Regions from separate parts of the Zea mays genome. Here regions 2 and 3 are each linked to region 1. Evidence: chromatin contacts called from public Hi-C data. All regions are on one chromosome and are shown on one strand. The core of a region is the stretch at or near the end of the contact, and the rest is flanking DNA. Distances in the headings are between cores, read along the strand shown. Region 1 holds the start of LOC542663 (cinnamyl alcohol dehydrogenase). Region 2 holds the start of LOC100276397. Region 3 holds the start of LOC100304237 (Ubiquitin-like superfamily protein).

The links. A called contact is a pair of places that touch in the nucleus more often than the background predicts.
Region 2: a contact with region 1 is called in a Hi-C map of leaf, with 2.4 times the contacts expected there. The contact joins the promoter of LOC100276397 here to the promoter of LOC542663 in region 1. A contact is called at or near these places in 4 of 25 Hi-C or Micro-C datasets (bundle sheath, ear, leaf and 1 more).
Region 3: a contact with region 1 is called in a Hi-C map of ear, with 3 times the contacts expected there. The contact joins the promoter of LOC100304237 here to the promoter of LOC542663 in region 1. A contact is called at or near these places in 5 of 25 Hi-C or Micro-C datasets (bundle sheath, ear, leaf and 1 more).

What each region holds. Positions count from the first base shown.
Region 1 is chr5:101,210,325-101,213,024 of Zm-B73-REFERENCE-NAM-5.0, reverse strand. LOC542663 (cinnamyl alcohol dehydrogenase) reads left to right here and starts at 1,337. Exons shown (of 4, transcript NM_001112184.2): 1 at 1,337-1,572. The coding sequence starts at 1,484.
Region 2 is chr5:100,851,336-100,854,035 of Zm-B73-REFERENCE-NAM-5.0, reverse strand. It overlaps LOC100276397, which reads right to left and starts at 1,329. Exons shown (of 4, transcript NM_001150202.3): 1 at 967-1,329. The coding sequence starts at 1,245.
Region 3 is chr5:101,709,158-101,711,857 of Zm-B73-REFERENCE-NAM-5.0, reverse strand. LOC100304237 (Ubiquitin-like superfamily protein) reads left to right here and starts at 1,321. Exons shown (of 5, transcript NM_001165682.1): 1 at 1,321-1,785; 2 at 1,893-1,992; 3 at 2,207-2,306. The coding sequence starts at 1,581.

The sequences.
Region 1 (2,700 bases), core at 88-2,587:
AAATAGAGAAACTCTCCTAATTGTAGCATGAATGAGATGACATTATAAAAGCCTTTGATGAGATTTTCTTCCGAGAAGCTGAAGCTCCTCAGATAGCCCAATGATATGTATGTAAGTGTATTTTTTTTAAAAAAAGCGGGCAAATGAAACTAAATCATCCTATCCCCTTTAATATACTGAGATGCCAATTAGTTGGTTGCCAGCCGGAGTATGGTGGATGGGATCCTCCTATTGGTTAAATTATGAATGAATTGTTTGGTTGCCCGGTCCAATCTTTCTTATGTCTGTTTCGTTTAGATCGTGTACACCACTTCTTATTGTTTAAATGGCCAATTTAATCGGGGCCTAAACGACATATGTGCCTCAATTTACCATACCAATGATGCCGCTTACGTGAATAGTTGAATACCGATACTACTACTACCGCACGCGTCATGGTTTAACCTTTTAACAGTTGGATTGAAACATCAGCGACCACTCGGCACTTGGGTGACAATTTGTCACACACCTCGTAGTCGAGTGGAAATGCACTTACCCAATTTCTCAACCCATAAGACTATTTCCAGCATCTCGATTAATCCCCATATTTAAAATCAACTTTCATAGTTTATATTGTGAAGTGTTTTATGTGACGACATTAGTGGATTTATGGACACGGTCTAAGGACCCGTGACTTGTATTTTTCTTCATTGACCTAGCTAGCTAGCTAGCTAGCATCGTGAAGCCACGCCCATGCGTTTGGTATCGTCCGAGTTGTGTACAATTTCCAGCCAGTGGAATCACAGTTATTGGATCATTTTGGTACGTATAACGTATTCTTTTTGTATTTCCTGTCTAAAGACATTAATTTCAGAGAAGCCGGGTCTATTTTAGAAGGGCTTGGCTTCTTCCCGTTTGGTAGACCTCCTCGAAAGACGAAAGTCTTACTTCCTCTGGTTTCCTATTAGTTATCGTTTTGAATAAAGTTCGAGTCAAACTTATAAAATTTTGACTACAAATAACTATTTTGTTATTTAGTTTTGGAACCTAATATTTATATGCACCAATTTGTTATAAAACGTACTTTTATAAAAGTATAAATGTATTAAGAGTTCATTTGTATTTTAACAAAAAATATTGGTCAAAGTTATATTTTGGAGACCGTGTCGTTGTCCTAAACGACAACTAATAGGAAACCGGAGGGAGTACTGATTTTCTCCTGCAGCGGGCACAGAAGATCATGCTGGAAAGGTAGTAGGTACAGGTAGCCTGGAGCGGAGGAGTTGCCACTTTGCACAGTGCCGATCGAGCTCGCAGCCACTATATAGCACGCACCCTGCTCAAGCATCTTTTCCTTACCCAGAAAGATCGCACTACCCGGCGCTCGCGCGGCTTTCTTTCCCAACTCCGACGAAGGCTAGCTACACCACCTGGTGCGGGCTCGTCTCCATCGCCCGCCACCCGCTCCGTCGTCGTCGTCCCCGCCGCGCCGATCCCGAATCGAATGGGGAGCCTGGCGTCCGAGAGGAAGGTGGTCGGGTGGGCCGCCAGGGACGCCACCGGACACCTCTCCCCCTACTCCTACACCCTCAGGTACTACGCCGCGCCGGCGCCCTCGTGTTTGTCCTCTCCTCCAGTCCCTCCCGTCTGTATATGTCCGACTGTCTCCGCCCTTTTGCAAACACGCAAATGGATGGATCCAGGAGGACGAGAGACGGTTAGTTTCTGCACGCGCCTCCTCCAGTAGTTCTCCGAGTTCTCGGGAAGAACAGAAAATTTGATTGATGTTTTTTTTGATGAAAAATAAAAAGGGACTTGGGGCATATTTTCGATCAACTTGCAACGGAAGATGACTAGGAGTACGTACGTAGCGTAGCGGCGGCGGGTTTTAATTTGGGGGAGCACTCTGTTAGTCTGTTGCATATATGGGAGTACCTGATTCGTTGCAGTTATTATTATCTATACGCGTACGATATGTTTTAGGGGGTGTTTGGTTGCTCCTGCTAAAGTTTAGTCCGGGTCACATCAAGCGTTTTACTTTTAAATAGGAGTATGAAATATAGACCCAACCAACTAGACTAGATTCGTCTCGTCTTTTAATCTTCGGCTGACAAATTAGTTTTATAATCCGACTACATTTAATACCCGGAACAGAGGTTCAAACATTCGATGGGACAGAGACTAAATTTTAGCAGGGTGTAACCAAACACCCCCTTAGTCCACAACAAGAGCATTATGCGCTGTGTTGCATCATGCATATATGATACGTCTTCAACTTCTTGCGGTCCAACTCTAGATAGTGCACATGCATATGCCAAATACGGATACTGGACAAGATAGCACACAAGCAGAGCAGGTTGGGCGAGCGTACACTGCACGTATGCTTCTCTTCTACATGGCATTTTGTTTCGAACATTAATATATGGGTACTGCTCCTGCACAGCACTGCACGTGCTTGACGTCTCGTACAGACCCAGCAGCGTGTGAACTTGTAGGTAAGATACGTAACTACTGATATCTGCAGCTACCTACCGCCTGTCGCGATCACCATCCATTTGTACTCGCAGTAATAATACCGATTACCCTTTTATTATTATTTCTCATGCCATCGACGACTACTAGCACTATCCAACGTACAACTGTGGCGCGATTCATATATGCATAATTCTACATGGTGCTAGTCTTCGGCAAGAAAAAAAAACTAACACTTGTCTCTTTTTC
Region 2 (2,700 bases), core at 80-2,579, 360 kb after region 1:
ATTCCAGGGAATTAAGTCTCTGATTCCAAATCTCAATTTCATGTGTAACCAAACAACAAAATTTAAGAAAGTTAATTCCCAATTCTGTGCTCCAAAGTCTACATCCAAATAATTTTTATACCTAAATTAAATGGCATATGAGTTAAAACTATTTTTTCATGCCTAAAGGGCATACCCAGTGCCACAGGCTTCCCATACTGTGCGGGGTCTAGGGAAGGTTATCTTTAAACGCCAAGCCTTACCAGCATAATATGGAGAGGCTGGGGCTCAAACCCGGGACCTTCCGGTTACAGACGATAGGGTCTACCAATGCACCAGGCCCGCCCTTCATTTTTTTCATGCCTCTTGTATTAAATAAGGAACCTAAGTGGTAAGTGCCATAGGCATGAACTAAGAAATCCTAATAAGCACATGGAACCAAACTGCAAGCATGCCTTCATTGATACTTTTAAAATTGGAAAGCAATAAAAGCTTAAGAAAAAATGACAGTCAGAAATTTGACACACTTTCAAAATCATTTAAACTTGGAAAGCAATAAAAGCTAAGGAAAAAATGACAGTCAGAAATTTGGCACACTTTCAAAATCACTGATGAACAAGAGTAACCATATCAACTATCTGACAACAAGCTGATGCTACAGTGGAGAATGAAGAATGATCAACTACCAACAAGATCTACCGTCAACTAGCTCCCCACAAATTTGTTTGTGTTCCTTTTCCCTAGGTTGTAACAATTCCTAAGCGACACAGCACCAGTTCCCTAAAACCAATCCTGCCCAAATGCATTTCCTCAAACAAGAAATCATCTTCATAGTCCGCAGCTAACTAGATTTCTTGATGAAAGGAGCCTCAGAATCTCACCAAGGTTGCCAGGGAGCACCGGAGCAAAAACCCTATTCCACCAACGGAACAGAGCCAGGGGCTTCGAACCAGTAGATCAAAGGAAGAAAAGGAACTAGCAAAGCACCTGCTCGAGCTTGACCCTCTCCACCTCCTGCTCGGTGGGTGGAGGCGTCGGGTAGAGCGGTCCCGACGAAGGTGAGGACGAAGGCGAGGGCGGGGCCGCCGCCACCGCCACTGTGAGGTGCCGCCGAACGCTTCCGTGGACCCCACAGGAGATGCAACTGGCGGCACCGAATAGGGGGCGGCAGACCTGCGACGCACACGCGGAGGCAGAAACCGCACGCTGCCGAAGCATCGCCGGCGTCGGCGGCGCGGCCCGCGCGGGGAGCAGGAGAGCCTGCATTTTGCGATGACGATGCTATCCCCTCCTGAATCGCCGTGTTACGTAACCCCCACCCCCTTCTCCCTCTCTCAATTTGTGATTTTCATGAGGGCCATCGACGTCCATGGGCTAATCCAGTCTGCCACAAAATAAGGCCGTATCAAGGCCTTGCTAAATAAAGCCCAGTTACTGTGATGTTATGTTTACAAATTACAAGGCTTTCAGGTCGACCTATGCAGAACTTAGGCCGTATTTGGTTCATTCTGGTTGTCAAATAAATTTTATGTGATACACATCCAAATGTTTTGTTTTATTTGTTACATTTTCTTGGATAGCGTGCCCTACACATATTCTCAAAATCTGCCTCTTCCCAAACACTGCCTTTAAAATTGTGGCCTTAAATTTGTGCTTTTCGGGGCAAATAATTATCCCAGTATCATTGCTTTTTCTTTTTAGGATTGGGACATTTAGGCCCTATTAGTGTTTGGGACTACTTCAATTTTAAAAAAATTTGATGAAACAGTAATTAAAAGCTTTACAAAATCATGAAGCTGAAGTTAAAAACTTTTAGAATACATTTAGATAACATTTTGTTTTTTATTTAGATTAAAAATATTTTTAAACCATTTAAATTTATATTATATACCACAATTTCGCGCTGAATTTGGAACTCAGAGTAGCGCCAAACACCCACTTAACTTTACTTAATTTGGACTTATTCGGCACAATTCCACTTTAATACTGAACATGTTTTCTGTTTTGTTGATGTTGTTGTTTTAGCTTTGTAAATTTTATCGGCGGAGCTGAAGTTATTGTATTAAACAGTTTAGCAAAACAGTTTTATACAGAGCTCTTCTAGTGTACGTCGCACGTCTTGTGCTTGATGTCAAATTTGACTGTGAGTTCTTAAATTCTATATAAACATTGTATATGAGTTAATACGAAACGTATAGTATATATATGTATGTAATAGAAAATAGATGATAAGCAAAAGTATATATATGAAAATTTGCATGTACAGAGGTAATGCAACGTATGTACGATTGTAGAAGTAGGCACAAATAGGATCATAGAAAAACATGTTAACAAGATATTAATTAAATATATTTCTAGAGGCATTGTACTTATATCAGCATAATTATGTGTTGAGCACTATATATATGTTACCTGGCAAGGTCGGACAGTCCGGCTCCATGGCTGGACTGTCCGTGTCGTAGACACGGACAGTCTACGATTAGATCAGAGCAGATGGTTTAATCCCTCTTTCTACGATTAAATCTGTGGATTTTGTTGAGGGATGCTTAGAAATGGATCCAGATCTATATCTATATATATATATATATATATATATATATATATATATATATATATATATATATATATATATATATATATATATATATACTGTATTTATATATTACATCTGGGTGCATTCAATATAGAGAATGCACCCAGGCCGAACCTACGCGCCAGGAG
Region 3 (2,700 bases), core at 72-2,571, 500 kb before region 1:
TAGCGAGGGGAACGTGTTTTTTCGGACCTTCGGTTAAAGGCCTTCGTTCGTTTTACAGTCTGAATTTGTTACAAAGAAACAAACTAATACTGCGAGGGGCTACTGTTGGGGGCCTTCGTCTTCCGAAGGTCCTAAAAAACACGGCTAACGACCATTTGTTATCAGCATGTTACTAAGTGTTACAGGAGCTTCGTCATCAGAAAAGCTCCGCGGATAATAATGGAAGTGCAACGAAGTAAGCTTCGTTATGTTGACGCATGAAGGCGACGTAAGGAGAAGGTATTGTCCAAGCTGCTAAGTGCAAATGACAATATTATCCCTGTGATATTTGTAAACTTTGTGTGTAATTTTTGAGGGCATGAATGTAATATCGTACGAAGTTGTACGACTGCCTATAAATAGATGAATAGTACTTTGTATTGTTCACGCTGGATTGGAATCGCATTCACGTTTTTTCCTTCGAACAAGCCGAAGGTACAGATGTAATGTACATTATGTATTACTTTATTAATATATGAGATGTATTATAATATTGTTTAACATTTGATATGAAATGAATAAATGACATAATGTTACATCTGTAACTATGCTTTTTATATTTATGAATGATGAAAACTTATTTTTTATGACATTCGTCTAAGACTCATTATACTCGAAGGAAGATAATGCGCCGAAGGATGAAGATCCTTAACGTTTAACAATTGTGTTGTCTTATTTTATGGTTCCCAGTAATAAAAAATAAGTGACCAACACGTATATCGATGGTGACTTTAATTTTTTTATTTTTTTGAAATTTTTTTAAATAAAACCAGCTAAATTTGATAAAAAAATAAATAAATTATAAATTAGGGCGGAGAGAGCAGATTGTATCATCCGCCAACATGTCATTAGTTACAACCTAGAGATGTAAATCCTTTGCTAGCGCCGTACCGTTCTTGTAAACTTGACGTATAACCGAAATAAATATAAAAGATAAATAACAATAACCATCAAGAGAATCAAGAGACTAGACGTCCTGTTCTGATAGACGAAAAGTTGACCTTTTCTTTATAACAAATAGTCGAGGAACAAAATACTCATTTTTTCTTTTCACTTTTCAGCCTCTCCCAAGTGGGCCGTGCTACCGTCGAGCGTGGCTCAAGCCCAAAACGCACTCGATTCGCGCCATCGCGTTGTCGGGCCACCAGCTCACGGCCGCGGGCCGCCGCCGCCAAGCGAAACGGCACGCAGGGGCTCTGTCGCCTCGCCTGTCGCCTCCAACGTGCAACGGCTACCGTTCCCTGCCCCCCGACTCCCCGAGGCACCCCCTCCTCCCTCCTCGGCGAAACGACAACCACCCCGCCGGGGAGGGTAATCCAAGCGAGGGCGAGCCATCACCGTGCTGTTCCTCGTTTGCTGTCGCCTCGAAGAGCCTCCTCCGTTCCCTCTCCCTCGACCGATCGGCCGGTCTCACGGGGCATTTCGCGGGGCTGGTCGATCTCTCCCCGCTCATTCTGTCAAGGGATTGGTCGGTTGCCGATTCCGTGCGGCCGGATAACTCGGATTTATTCAGTTTTTCGGGTTCGCTACATGCGTGTGCGATGCCGGCCAGCTCCCTCCCGGCGTCCCCCGACGCCACCGGCGACATTGGCGCCGCGCTCGAGCTCGATCTCGAGGATCTCGCCGCCGGCGGCGGCACGGACTGCATCGGCGCGCTCGCCTGCGGCAGGAGCAGCTTCTCCTACCGCCGCCTCCCGGAGCCCCGCCTCCGCCTCACCGTTCAGAAGCTTGACGACTCCTTCTTCGGTACCCTCCGGATTGATCCTTGCGCCATTTACTTTTCCCCGAAAGGGATCGTGGATTTTTTATAGGGTAATTGTGGATTTCTCCACGTTTTGCCCGCGCACAAACAGACATTGAAATCGCGCGGTCGGCCACGGTGTGGGAGCTCAAGGTGACCATAGAGAACTTGTTCTCCGCCCTCTATGACGACACCCAGAAGACCATCTCTTGGTACGCGCCCATGGATTATTTTTTTTCTGATTTTGTTTATCTCCTATTGATGGTCAGTATGAAAACCATGAACTATTGGGTTTGCATTTCGTTACCACGAAATCGTGTTATGTGGTTGTCGATTTCAAATTTGCTGTTGTCTGCTTAAATGCGACTCTGAAATCTGAATGATGTTGGCAACTTAAACTTCAAGGCTGTTGCTTGCTTGTTGTAGGAATCACGTGTGGAGTCACTTCTGCTTATGCTTCAAGGACGAGAGACTGACGGATGACAAGGCAACATTGCGTGGGTTTGGTATAAGAGATGGTGATGTGGTACATGCACTTCCTTAAACAGCCATAGGTTCTTGGATGCATTTTTCCTTTTAGTGCCGACTAATTCTGCTCTGTCTTGTGAGATAAGCCAGAATATTACTTACCCTGCTTCATTTACCAAATAGAAGTTCCTGGATGCATTTTGCCTTTTAGTGCCGACTAATTCTGCTCTGTCTTGTGAGATAAGACAGAATATTACTTTTCCTGCTTCATTTACCAAACAGAACAAATACTACATGCCAAGTATTTTTGTAAAACACAATCCCCTTCTCCCCCCTGCATCTGCACAAGCACAACAGATACATGCTCAGCTCGCTCGATTCAGGCTGACTCTATTAACCCCAGTTGAGTGCTATATCCTATTGTATTAGATGTTCAGTAACAGTGATGCAGT